4 separate regions of the Mus musculus genome follow, and all the other regions are linked to region 1. The links are chromatin contacts, called in public HiChIP or PLAC-seq and promoter capture Hi-C maps. All regions are on one chromosome and are shown on one strand. Each heading gives the region's core, a stretch centred on a gene start, on an enhancer-like site or on the middle of the called end of the contact. The rest is flanking DNA. Distances are from core to core; before and after follow the strand shown. Region 1 holds the start of Trip6 (thyroid hormone receptor interactor 6). Region 2 holds the start of Tsc22d4 (TSC22 domain family, member 4). Region 3 holds the start of Fis1 (fission, mitochondrial 1). Region 4 holds the start of Sap25 (sin3 associated polypeptide).

What was found. Promoter capture Hi-C pulls out the DNA fragments that hold promoters and counts their contacts. HiChIP or PLAC-seq counts read pairs in DNA pulled down with a chosen protein or histone mark.
Region 2: a contact with region 1 is called in a promoter capture Hi-C map of hematopoietic stem and progenitor cells. The contact joins the promoter of Tsc22d4 here to the promoter of Trip6 in region 1. A contact is called at or near these places in 10 of 39 promoter capture datasets (the 3T3-L1 cell line, the C10 cell line, cranial neural crest and 6 more), 1 of 484 Hi-C or Micro-C datasets (embryonic stem cells), 12 of 115 datasets of contacts at active chromatin or transcription factors (the 230-238 cell line, the SCID.adh cell line, embryonic forebrain and 7 more) and 1 of 9 other capture datasets (liver).
Region 3: an H3K27ac HiChIP or PLAC-seq map of embryonic stem cells shows a contact between it and region 1, with 14 read pairs. The contact joins the promoter of Fis1 here to the promoter of Trip6 in region 1. A contact is called at or near these places in 9 of 39 promoter capture datasets (3T3-L1-derived adipocytes, cranial neural crest, embryonic stem cells and 6 more), 1 of 484 Hi-C or Micro-C datasets (CD4 T cells), 12 of 115 datasets of contacts at active chromatin or transcription factors (bone marrow-derived macrophages, embryonic brain, embryonic forebrain and 6 more) and 3 of 9 other capture datasets (adipose tissue, liver and pancreatic islet).
Region 4: a promoter capture Hi-C map of neural stem cells shows a contact between it and region 1. The contact joins the promoter of Sap25 here to the promoter of Trip6 in region 1. A contact is called at or near these places in 11 of 39 promoter capture datasets (the 3T3-L1 cell line, the C10 cell line, cranial neural crest and 6 more), 1 of 15 datasets of contacts at CTCF or cohesin (large pre-B cells), 7 of 484 Hi-C or Micro-C datasets (B cells, the G1E-ER4 cell line, brown adipocytes and 3 more), 12 of 115 datasets of contacts at active chromatin or transcription factors (the 230-238 cell line, the NIH/3T3 cell line, the SCID.adh cell line and 6 more) and 4 of 9 other capture datasets (adipose tissue, embryonic stem cells, liver and 1 more).

What each region holds. Positions count from the first base shown.
Region 1 is chr5:137,312,653-137,315,732 of GRCm38.p6, reverse strand. Trip6 (thyroid hormone receptor interactor 6) reads left to right here and starts at 1,492. Exons shown (of 9, transcript NM_011639.3): 1 at 1,492-1,773; 2 at 2,025-2,152; 3 at 2,257-2,382; 4 at 2,644-3,027. The coding sequence starts at 1,665. Slc12a9 (solute carrier family 12 (potassium/chloride transporters), member 9) reads left to right here. Exons shown (of 14, transcript NM_031406.3): 14 at 1-1,175. The coding sequence ends at 782.
Region 2 is chr5:137,744,468-137,747,547 of GRCm38.p6, reverse strand. It overlaps Tsc22d4 (TSC22 domain family, member 4), which reads right to left and starts at 1,579. Exons shown (of 5, transcript NM_023910.6): 1 at 1,134-1,579; 2 at 1-700. The coding sequence starts at 432.
Region 3 is chr5:136,960,449-136,963,528 of GRCm38.p6, reverse strand. Fis1 (fission, mitochondrial 1) reads right to left here and starts at 1,452. Exons shown (of 5, transcript NM_025562.3): 1 at 1,301-1,452; 2 at 398-530. The coding sequence starts at 1,345.
Region 4 is chr5:137,639,990-137,643,069 of GRCm38.p6, reverse strand. It overlaps Sap25 (sin3 associated polypeptide), which reads right to left and starts at 1,597. Exons shown (of 5, transcript NM_001081962.2): 1 at 1,254-1,597; 2 at 1,057-1,160; 3 at 836-974; 4 at 632-729; 5 at 168-547. The coding sequence starts at 1,434. The coding sequence ends at 284. Lrch4 (leucine-rich repeats and calponin homology (CH) domain containing 4) reads right to left here. Exons shown (of 18, transcript NM_146164.2): 18 at 1,971-3,080. The coding sequence ends at 2,925. Gm20605 (predicted gene 20605) reads right to left here. Exons shown (of 22, transcript NR_033148.1): 18 at 1,254-3,080; 19 at 1,057-1,160; 20 at 836-974; 21 at 632-729; 22 at 174-547. Irs3 (insulin receptor substrate 3) reads left to right here. Exons shown (of 2, transcript NM_010571.3): 2 at 1-38.

The DNA of each region.
Region 1 (3,080 bases), core at 243-2,742:
GAGAGGGCGGGTCGCCAGCCCTGAGCACGCTGTTCCCTCCACCTCGGGCTCCTGGGAGCCCCAGGGCTCTCAGTCCCCAAGACTACGTGGCCACGGTGGCAGATGCTCTCAAGATGAACAAGAATGTGGTTCTCGCACGAGCATGTGGGGCTTTGCCCCCGGAGCGGCTAAGCCGGGGGTCCAGTAGCAGCGCTCAGCTACATCATGTGGACGTGTGGCCCTTAAACCTGCTGAGGCCCCGGGGTGGACCTGGCTACGTGGACGTCTGTGGCCTTTTTCTGTTGCAGATGGCTACCATCTTAAGCATGGTGCCTGCCTGGCACAGTGCCCGGCTCCGGATCTTCCTGTGCTTGGGGCCCAGGGAGGCTCCTGGGGCAGCAGAGGGAAGGCTTCGGGCCCTGTTGAGTCAACTCAGGATCCGGGCAGAGGTGCAAGAGGTGGTGTGGGGTGAAGGGGCAGAGACTGGCGAGCCTGAGGAGGAGGAAGGGGACTTTGTGAATGGTGGTCGAGGAGACGAAGAGGCTGAGGCTCTAGCTTGCAGTGCCAATGCCCTGGTGCGAGCACAGCAGGGGCGAGGCACCGTAGGAGGCCCTGGGGGACCCGAAGGAAGGGATGGGGAGGAGGGACCCACCACAGCCCTTACCTTCCTGTACCTGCCTCGACCGCCTGCTGATCCTGCTCGCTACCCCAGATACCTGGCACTGCTGGAGACCCTGAGCCGTGATCTGGGTCCCACCCTTCTTATTCACGGGGTCACTCCGGTAACCTGCACTGATCTCTGATGCCTGTTCATACAGGGTTGGATAGAGCGGGCCCAGGCTCATTCTGAGCAATGGACGCCCCTCCCCCCGCCCCAAGTGGGCCCTGCCCTTTGGATGATGTGTTAAGGGGACCATGGTCTCCTTTGGGCGGGGGAACGGACATAGTACACTAATTCTAGGTGGCTGCCCCATTGTAGGGGAGGACATTGCGGCCCTGTCCCTGGTCTTCCTCCGCTTCCTTCACTGGTGCCTTGACCAGAGGGGCTGGCCTCTTCTGTGACTCTAGGCTACCTCAGTGTCCCCATCCTGGCCACAGACGCACCGCCTCCCTCTCCCCGACTTCCTTGGGTGGTGATGTTTGTGTTTTGTTTTATTTTTCTAACTACTGACCATAAATAAAAGACCGAAACACTATGGGCTGGTGGAGCACTGCTGGTGGGTAGGTGAGAGGCAGCCGGGTGGGAAGGGAGAGAACCGTGAGGGGGTGGAGACAGATGCGTTCAGAGCCTGGGCCGAGAGGCTGCCACGTGCAAGACTGGGGCAGGGATCCGAGAGAATTGCTGGGCCAGAGCCTCTCAGAGCGGCCTGCAGCCCACCCTGCAGCTTGGCTCCGGAGGAGGGCGGTCTTCTCTTAACAGGAGGGGGCCAGAGAGGGGAAGGATTGTAGAATAAGGCTTGGGGCCACGTGACCCTCCCCTGGAATGTGGTGACGTCAGGGGGCGTGGTCGTCTCCAAAATTGGGGAGGAAGGGAGGAAAAAAAGCCAGAAAAAGTTTCTTTGCGGGAGTCCCAAACGGGGCGTGGGACAGTAAGGGAGGGAAAGGGCCCAAGGCTCCGAGCTCCAGGCTCTGAGCTTGTGGGGACCCTGACCTCTGTCTGGAGTGGAGTAACCCTATTCCAGACCATGTCCGGGCCCACCTGGCTTCCCCCGAAGCAGCCAGAACCCTCCAGACTCCCTCAGGGGAGATCGCTGCCCAGAGGCGCCCTGGGCCCGCCAACGGCCCACGGAGCAAGTAAGTGTTCCTCTCTCACACACGCCGGAGTAGCAGAAGAGCCGCTGGCCACCTTCCTTCACCTTTTCTCCCTTGCCTGCCTGCTTCCTGCTGTCCCTTTCCCAAACCAGAGGCCCCAGCTCTTGTGCAACTTTCCCTGACTCTTGGTTGATTCCCAGACTCCCGGGAATGTGAAGAAGGAGAGCCACCCTTAGAAGGGCAGCTCTACCGAGGTACCCTTCTCCAGTCCCACCTCCTGTCTCTCCCTTTAGCACTCCAGCCTCACCCCAGGGTCAACTTTTGCCCCCTCCCGCCTGAACACTGTTATCAGCCTCCGGGGGTACCGGAAGATCGGGGGCCTACTTGGGTGGGATCCCATGGAACACCCCAGCGCCTGCAGGTGAGAAGTGGAGATGAGGGTAGGGTCTCTCAGGGTCAAGGTGAAAGAAGTCTAGGTCGGGGGTGTCATCAGCATTTGTTCTTCCTCCTTTCCCTCTGTCTCAGGGGCTCCCTCCAGACAGGGGGATCATCCGCCCTGGCAGTCTGGATGCTGAGATAGATTCGCTCACCAGCATGTTGGCTGATCTGGACGGGGGTCGCAGTCATGCACCTAGGCGGCCAGACAGACAGGTGACTTCCTGTGTTCTGTCTCTGCTTCCCCATCCTCAGCCAGTTCCCTGCCCTAGCTTCTCAGCCTCAGTCCACCCTCTTCACTGCCCACCTACCCTCTTTGCAACTAATAAACACCTGGTTCAAGGAATCACGCACTTCCTCCTTGGCAGGCCTAGGCCATGGGAACTTGTCAGAAGTCATTGCTACCCTGGGGTTCCCACCTGGCACGCATGGATCTTGGGTCTGGCTTTACTGTTTCTGCATTGCTTGTCTTCCCAGGCTTTTGAGGCTCCCCCACCCCATGCTTACCGCGGAGGCTCCCTGAAGCCCAGTGGAGGTGCTGTTCCAACCCCGATGCTCCCAGCATCCCACTATGGTGGACCTACCCCAGCCTCCTATGCTACCGCGAGCACGCCAGCTGGCCCTGCTTTCCCTGTACAAGTGAAGGTGGCTCAACCTGTGAGAGGCTGTGGACTGCCCAGGCGAGGGGCCTCTCAGGCCTCTGGGCCTCTTCCAGGCCCCCACTTTCCTCTGACAGGTCGTGGTGAAGTCTGGGGGGCTGGCTATAGGAGCCACCGAGAGCCAGGACCGGGGGTTCCGGAGGGACCTTCTGGAGTACATATCCCTGCAGGAGGAGGGAGAGGAGGTGGGCATGAGCCTCAGGTAAGCTGGGGCTGGGCACTGTGGTTTGTGGTCACCGGAAGTAACTGGGCATT
Region 2 (3,080 bases), core at 330-2,829, 430 kb before region 1:
CAGGCCTGGCTGCGGGATAGGGGTGCTTATGCCCAAACTAGCCAGCTCCAACCTAGAATCCAATGATCTGCCTCCGGTGCCTCCAGAGGCCCCTCGAATGCCCTCCAGAAGCCGACCGAAGCTTGGAGGCTCCAGATCTCTCTCGTAAACATCCACACACGTCCACCGACCTCGACGATAAGGCTCTCCCAAACCTTGGGGCAGCTTCACCACCCGGAAACGGGAGGCAGGGGCTCCAGGTGGCGGAGAGCCATTCCGGGGGGTGCCCCTGCCCCCTGGATCAGGGTTGGGGTCCCCATTGGGGAGGCGGGGCGGGGGCCCAGCGAGAGCCGGTGGGACAGGGGAATCCGAAGCCCCTGGGCTTCCTGGGCCCTCATAGTCCGTGGTGACGCTGGTGATCTGAAAACTACTTTTCTTCTTACCACCACTCATGGTCCCTGGGGCTCCGGACTGGGCTCGGGTGGGGGAGGGGCTGGGCTCCTGGAGAGGGGCTCAGGCACCTCTGGAACAAGGGGGCCACATGGCAGGGACATCGGGGCCCCTGGGGACGTCTGGGTCCGACATGGCAGGAGGGCCTTGTGGGAACTTGGGGGTGCCTGGTTAGTGACTGGAGTACAGAGGGGAGGTGGCAGGAGGGGGGGGCAGGGGCAGGTTTTTCCTGCTGCTGTCGCCGCTGAAACCCCAAAGCTGAGCTTGCAAACTGGAAAAAGAAAGAGACAGAAAGTGAGCGAGAGTGTGTGTACGTGAGCAAAAGAAAAAGCAGGGGCCAAACCACCTCCGGGGCTTCCTCTCGGGGGAGCCGACTGGAGGGAGGAAGAAGAAAGCCACTAGAGACCCAGAGACAAGTAGAAATGACAGACCGGAGCAGAGGGGACAGAATTCAGAACACCCACAACAGGAAGAAGCAGCTGGGACCCAAAGTTGGACATTTCATGCTTGAGATCCAAACTCGTCCCCAACACGTATCTCCATGGCCAGGGGCACAGGGGTGAATCGGCTCCTCCCCTGAAAGGGCCACCCTGAGGCCTCTGCCGGGCCTCAAGCCCACCCCACCCCCATTCCAGTTCCCCCATCGCTGGTTAGGCACTGCCCGCCAAGCCAAGCGCCCCGCCCAGCCCGGGAGAACTACCTACCTCTCGGGCCTCGGCCACCGAGCTGAGCTGGAGAGAAGACCTGGGGGACTAAGATCTCTCTCTCTCTCTCTCTCTCTTTTTTTTTTAAATCCTAAGGCGGCCTAGAGCAGGCCACGGCAGGCAGCAATCAAGGGCTACCCAGTGTTCTCTGGCGTCCGCATCTCACTCTGCGAGGCATCTCGGTGGAAAGTTTGCAGTTGAGACGAGAAGAAACCAGCGCTTCCACGGGGGAGCCCAGGCGCAGCCTCGGTTAACACTCCACGGGTCTTCCCTGTTGCTGTGGGAGGGGGCGGCTCAGCCCCCCGCTGGCTCCAGTCCCTTGAGTGGCTCTCTCTCAAGGCTCCTCCCACGTGGCCCCACTGGATGTATCTCTCAGCTCCTCAGCTCCGCTCCGTCTCGGTCTGGGTCTCTGGCTCTCTTTCTGGGCTGTTGACAACCCCCACACCAGGAAGTCCTGCCTTCTCGGGCCTGCTCACTGCTCCTCTCCTCCTCCTTCCCCTCTTCCTCCTCCCTCCTCCCTCCTCCCTCCTAAGGCTCCCTGCCAGCTGGCCCGGAGCCAGGCCTGCCACAGCCGCAGCCGCAGCCGCAGCCTACAGTTGCTGCTGTAGCTGCTGCTGTTGCTGCTGCAGCTTCTGCCGCTGCGGGTCCCAAACTGGTTGCTTTAACCCTACACCTGCCAGGTTCCAGGCAACTCTTCCTCGGAGGGAGGGGCATGAGGGCGGAGAAAAAGAGGAGGAGCCTGCGGGAGGCCAGGGATTCCCTTACTTGTAGGCTTTTGCAGGTTCTCCAAAAGAGTCTCAAGGAACGTGCCAGACATGTTCTGGGTACCTGACTGTCCATAAATACATAGTCAATGTGACCCACTGGCTGTGATTTGTCACAGCGTCTCTGGTTTTCACCGTAAATTCACGAGAAACTCCTTTCCCCACTCTGTTTTCAAAAGCGAGCGGCTATGAAAATTTTCAAACATGCCCTAAAGTAGAGGAACTAGGAGAATGAACGCCCATACACGCCATCATGGACTTGTAACAAGTATCAGCTGTACCCAAACGTGTTTTATTCCTCCAATATCTTTTCTCGGATTTTGCTGCAATATTTGAATTTTTTTTTTTTTTTTTTTTTTTTTTTTTTTTTTTTACTGTGAATGTATGTATGTGTAGATCTGGAGGTCAACTTGAAGGAGTCAGTTTTCTCTTCCACTATGTGGGTCCAAGGATGGAATAGTGCCAACCATCCGGTTTGGTGGTAAGGCCCTTTACCCACTGAGCCATCCTGTCTATCCTGCTCCTGCTCCAGTATATGAAATCAAATCTCTGATACGGTGTTTCCCTCTCTTAAAAAGGGAAAATTGGAGAAAGCAAACTATCCAAGAAGGCTGTTGGTGGTAGGGTAGACATGTGTGTGGCGTGTGTGTGCACATGAATGAGTAGTTGCACACACTTGTGTGTGTTTGTTAGCCACAGGACCACACTGGGTGTCCTACTCAGGGTCTCTCATTGAATGCATAGCTTGGTAGGCATCCAGCAAGCCCCAATAATTCTACATCTATTCTCCACAACACTGAGGTTATAGGCACACATGGTTATGCCTGGCTTCTCATGTGGCTACTGAAGATTTGAACTCAGGTCCTCATGCTTGAGTAGCAAGAACTTTTACCTGCTGAGCCACTCCTCAGCCCAGAACAGGCATTGCTACCTTCTCATCTTTGTCCCTCATATAAACACTTAGGTAGATGGGAAGATGAAGTTGCTCACTTCTGCTTCCCCAAGTGCTTGGACACACACCCATGTCCACACAACTACCCCGTGCGTATACCTGAGAACCAATCCCAGCTGGCTACAGACCAGCTCTTTCCCATCTCCAGCCCTCTCCCACCTGTCCCATATTATCCCTTCATCATTATGAAGGAGAATCTGCACACACATAAAGGGTCTATTCTGCAACTGG
Region 3 (3,080 bases), core at 203-2,702, 350 kb after region 1:
GAAAGGGTCTCCAACTGAACCTGGGCTAAGATGGCAACAAGCCATCTCTAGCTGATTCCAGCTTACTCTCTATACAGACTCGGATGGCCACACTCAGCTGCTGCTGTGGGTGCTGGGGATTTGAACCCAGGTCTTCATGCCTGGACAGGATGCACTGAGTCTCCCCAGCCTGAGAGCATTTTTTCCTACAGCATTTTCCATCTGAATGACTGTTCAGATGCTGGGGACGTAGAGAATCAATCTAGCCCTTTCTCCAAGTGAAGTTACTGGTGGTTACTGAATGACAAATGTGCTGTAAGGTGAGGGTTCTGTGTTGGAAAGGGTCCTGGAGGGGTGAGGTCAAGCACAGTAGAGGTCAGGCTGGCTGGCGGCTGGAAAGTGGGGCCCAGCGCCTTACCCTCCAGCAGCACGATGCCTCTGCGGATGTCCTCATTGTATTTGCTTCGAACCAGGCACCAGGCATATTCAAATTGCGTGCTCTTGGACACAGAACCAGCTGCCTGCTCAGACTGAAATTTCCTTTCAAAATTCTGTCATTAGAGAGAAGAGTGACCATTTAGCAACAAAGAGCAGCAATCATTCTCCAGCTAACTTGATGTCTGAATCCCAGTTAGATCATATTTTCCTCCCTGCCGCCTTTCCCTTGTAGATCTTGGTACCCCGAAGCTTCTGTCATCTCCACCCCTGGGTCCCATGCTGTGTCCTCCCCTTCGGAAGGTCCGTGAACCCAGCCCCTAGTGGTACCAAGAGGAGATGCCACCTGGTGGCAGCTGGAGGCACTGCTCCCAAACCAGCTGACCCCAAGTGTCTGAAGAGTAAACATACTGTCCCAGAGCTAAACGACCTCCTACATGGCCTTTCCCTTGAGGCCGCTGGTCCCGTCCCACCCTACTCTTTTGGGCCTGGATCTGCCTTACTTTAATTCTAGGAGAGGAAAGAAAACACAGCTACAAGGATGCGGTGAAAATAGCACCGTGAGGAACTAAACACTAGCGAAAATTTACACCAGTGACTATACTACTCCATCCCTGCACACGAGTACCCCAAATTCCCAGCTCTGCATCACACTAAGACCCCAGGCCTAGGTCTGAGTTGCTGAAACCCGGGAAGCTACAATTCCCGTCAGGCCTAGGGACACGAAGCCGATTCCCACAAGAAGCAGGATGCCGCAGAGGCTGCTGGGAGCCGTAGTTCAGCTTGCCAAGAAAGACGAAACCGGCACTGGTTAGCCTCAGTCAGCTCTCCTCAGGAACTGCCCTTTCCAATTCTGCCCTTCTCCTTCCTCCGTCCCAGACCTTACCTTCAGATCCTCCACAGACACCAGCTCGTTCAGCACGGCCTCCATGGCCGCCGCCCCTGAAAGCCTCACACTAAGGTCTCTACTGGGCCACAGTCTCCATGGTCCAGTAGCAGGGGCGGAGAGGCACTTCCGGCATCGACCTGTGGAGGCCCCGCCCCTTCCTCCTTTGCCTTGGGGCGGGCGGGGGCACTAGTGCCTACGCTGGGATACTTTGCTCTCTTTGGACTCCCCTGATGTCCTAGATCCTCCCTGCATCACATTATCCTAGGAACCAGTGTAAGAACCCCTCACTCTAGGACCCTGGATTATCTTCAATGTTTGCAATAAAATCCTAATGAGTACCAGGGGCCGGAGGGTCTCAGTGTAGTCTCTCACAAAGAGATGCTCAGTCTCTCATAAAGCAAGAGGAATTGGTAGCTATACCCTCTCCATGCTCCACGCACTCCCCCACCTCCCCCCTCCGAAAACTTGGGTCACATGACCATAGTGGACAGCCATTCTTAATAGGATTCTGAAGAAAACCCAGGAAACACAGTCCAGGGTTAAAGGCCCATGGATGGCTCTCATGTTCTGTTGCCAGACCCCACATAGCTCACAACTGCCTGGGTTCCAGCTATAAGGGGAAAACTTGGGTCACATGATCCGCCTGCCTCTGCCTCCTGATTGCTGGGATTAAAGGCACACACCACCACCCAGCTCAGCCTGCTCTCTTATAGAACCCAGGACCATTAGCCCAGGGATGGTACCACCCACAATGGACTGGGTCCTCCCCCAGTTATGTAAATGCCTTGGAGCCAGATCTCATGGAGGCATTTTTCTCAATTGAGGGGCCCTCCTTTGAGAGAGCTCTAGTTTGGGTGTCAAGCTGACAGAGGACTAGCCAGCACACTCGCTGTCCCTTGCCCTATGATTCTGAAACCTCCAGTAATCACAGGCACTCTGCATGTGCCTGCCGTCTTTGCTATTCAGAACATCTATCTTCTAGCCCTGCCGTTGCTTATTGGTTGATTCATTCATTTTTGATTGAGCATTTCCTAAGTGTCGGTCACTATTTAAGTACAGGGATTGGCACTGAGAAAAAGAAAACTCCTATCCTTATGCATCTAATGTGGGGAGGGGGAATGGTCATGCAGGCTTTCATCCTAGCGCTTGGGAGGTGGAGGCAGGAAGAGGAGGAAGTTTAAGATCATCCTTGGCTTAGCAAGTTGGAGTCCAGCCTGGGGTAGGAACTCTTCTTGGGAGCCAGACAATCCAAGGCTTTCTCAGAGGCCTGGGTGAAAGGGCAAAAGGAATGTCAGCTCTGTGTCACTGTCCACAGGCAGACTTGGCAAGGTCTGAGGCTGGGGCCTGGGCCTCACAGGAGTGAGGGTTGCAGTTTGTCGGGATCCTACTCTCTTCCTGGCCTATGGCTATTCGTCCTTAGATAGACGTGTATGTCTGAGGTATCCTGTGTTCTCGTTGCCAACGTTGTCTAATTTAGCTACTTTGGGCCATTCTCCCCCTACAAATAGCACATAAGATGCTGTATTTTGGGCTGGAGAGATGGCTCAGCGGTTAAGAGCATTGACTGCTCTTACAGGGGTCCTGAGTTCAATTCCCAGCAACCACATGGTGGCTCACAACCATCTGTAATGGGATCCGATGCCCTCTTCTGGTGAGTCTGAAGACAGTGACAGTATACTTATACTTACATGCATAAAATAAATAAACAAATCTTTAAAAATAAATAAACAAACAAATGAACCAACAAAAACCCTGATCCCTTAAGATGATACACCTT
Region 4 (3,080 bases), core at 348-2,847, 330 kb before region 1:
GCAGCCCAACCCACCCATTAAAGGTGCCCTTCTCCCTGACTGTCTTGCTCAATGGATCTCCCCACCCCATGCAGTGTGTGACCAATGAGTAAGGAGGCCTGGAGGAAGAGAAAATGGTATAATGGGACCCAGCCTGATCCGCAGCCCATGTCCCACTGCAGACAGCCTGGTTTGCAAACTCTGATTTATTGTCAACAAAACAGCTTGGGGGAGAAGAAAGCACCCGTGGAGGAGTGGGGGGCAGGGTACACTATGGACTGTGGTTATTGGGGTACTATGTGGTTCATGTGTCAGTCCCAGAACAGCTCTGGTCACCACTGGGACCTGGGTCTTCAGAGACAGAGACAGGGTCTGGGCAGCTGGTGGAAGGCAGAGAGCTTGCCACGCAGTTGGGTGTCTGCTCTCCCTGGCTCATCTGCAGCAGACCAGCAAGGGCGATCATCTCTGCCTCGCTGAGCCAGGTGGAGGAGCAGGCCTGGGATGAGGACGGATGCACAGAGGGCGACATGATGGGCGGTGGGAGCAGCAGCTTCCTGGAGTCCATTGCCTGAGAAGACAAAAAAAGGGAAGCTTGTCCTCCCGGCTTTGAATGGAGAAAGGGAGAAGAGAATGGAGGGAGGCTCACTCTTACCTGCTGAGGGGGCTTGGTCAGGATTAGGGGAACACGCTGCCCACATGGTAGCAGAGGATCCAAGAGAAAGACATCTTCATAGTTTCTCACCGGGACCCCTGAAGGAGAGAGCCTGCTAGCTTGGTGGCCTTGGCCTTCCTCCCCAGCCCTCAGTGCAGCTTCCCTGGCAACTTCACAACTGAGCTGTGGGGCCAAGATCAGTACCTGTATCCTTAGACACCACCTGCTCTTCCTCTGGGCGTTCTGAGGTGGTTGGGCTCCTGCCCCAGTTATCATACATCGGCCAGGAAGGATGGCACAGTGTCCTGTTAGACAAAGATACCCCTGGCCCACAGCTGGGCTCCTGTGGAGAACAGGAAGTCAGAGTTCCACCTCTCTTGGCACCCCTGCTACCTGGAGACACAGTCACAAACCCCCCAGCTCACCACCAGCCGAGGTCCTGCATTAGCCTGGTGGCTGGGATCCCGAAGTGGCAGTGGAGACATCCTTGAGGGGGTGACCTGGGAGGTCACCCGGGGAGAAAGACGTACTGTGAACGAGAGAGACGAGATTAGAACAGGCTCGGACTCTCTGGGGCCTTGTGGGTAAAAACAGCACGACCTGGTGCCGACCTGGTGCCTACCTGGGGCTTCTGCAGTCGGCTCAGTAGCCAGGTGCCTGGAAGGCGGCAGCTGCTTTCTTCCTGGCTCAGATGGGCTGAGGGCCTGGGGCTGTGAGCTGTGTGAAGGGAAGGGCAGGCTTCCCCACTCACCTCCCTTCCTAATGCTGACCTGAGTTAGTCGCAGGACCAACAATATACCCATTTCCCAGTCCCGATCTCGTAGATTTTCAGTTTTGGAAAGCGCCCACAACGCCTCCTAGTGGCCCCCACCAAGCCCTCACCTGTCCTGCACAGGCGTTTCTTGCTCCTTCATGGTTTCCTCTCCAGAGCTCAAGGCCTCTCCGTGACCAGTGCCGGTGGGGAGGCCTAGCCCCTCGGTCGCCTCCTCCTGGCCTGTGGCCCATGGCCCAAGCCAAGGCAACATCCTGCGACTGGTGAAGCACCAGGCAATACCCACCGCCGTGCTTGCACTTGCGCGCGGCCCTGACTACATGAGCGCCCAAGTCCTAGCCCACCTCAGAGGTGTCGCCACGACGCCTGCGCCAGCGTTTCTTCAGCCACGTGGCACGCTCCCACCAGGTTCTCAAGGGCTCCCCCTGGCGGCAGAGGCACGGGGCACTTGTGCCGGTAAAGCTCCTCTGCCAGGCACAGAAATATAGCAGTCTACACTGGGACTCACAGTAGAGGACTCAGGTCCCCAAAAAGCTCGCGCATTCATGGACAGGCAGGCACACACCTGAGGACCAACCTACAGGCCTTTGGGCTTCTTTTTATTGTGTTTGACACAACGCTCTTCACCCAGATGGGGGCTGTACCCGAAGCAGCCTAAGGGCAGGGGGATATCCAAGGCCAGTGCTACACACAAGACCATGGTCACCAAGTCCTTGTTAATTGGCTGGGCCCAGGTGTCATCTGCTCCCAGGACAGGTCCGATGGTAGTTGGGGCCCAGAGCCCCCAACCTCTACCCCTAAGGCTGTTCCAGAAGTGCGTGAAGGACAGCAGCGATGTGAGGGAGGCCCCTTCCAGGGGCCCCTTCCTCTTCCAGGATGTGGTGGGGCTGGCACAGGGACTCCTGGGGGGAGGGGCCCAGGTTAGGTTTCCCCCTCGAATTCCCCCAGCAAGGTTAAGAGGGTGGGAACTCCTGGTAGACACTGCCCCATACCTGGGGACAAATGACACATAGAAGCTGCCAGCAGGTAACAGACGGGTGGTTAACACAGGGGACTGGGACAGGAGAGGCCTGTCATTTCCAAAGGGAAAGGCTTGCACAGGCAGGTAGCCCAGGCAGGACAAGACCTGGCTGCAGCAGGAGCTCACACACGCACACACAGAGGTGACAATCTATACAGTTTATACACAGAGCCAGGGGCCCATACTGGGCTCACATCCCCTGCTAATAGTTCTCTCTACAAAACAGAGATAATTTAGCTCCCCCATAGCAGCTGGTAGGGGGAGGGAGGACAGAAGAGAAAAGCCACAGTCCTGTCATCCGACGGGGGACAGAGGGCTGGCCGGGAGAACACGAAGGCACCATCAGCACTAAGGGTAAGGGTATTGTGGGTATGAGAGTGGGGCTTCTGAGGTCAGCGTTGGTGAGGGGACACTAGTGTCTTTGGTAGGGCTGAAGGCACCACCGGTTGAACAGGAGGTCTTATAAATAGAAGGTGGGGAAGGAAGGGGCAACGTGGGTCCTAGGAGCCCAGGAGCCGAGTGTAGACGACATAGAGCAGCAGCATGAAGACCACGTAGAAGAGGAGGAAGCCACCCAGACCAGAGGAGGGCTGGACTGGGAGAGGGGCCTTGCCCCCAACCAGGATCACAGCCTCCAGGACGGTCTGCAGCCCCTG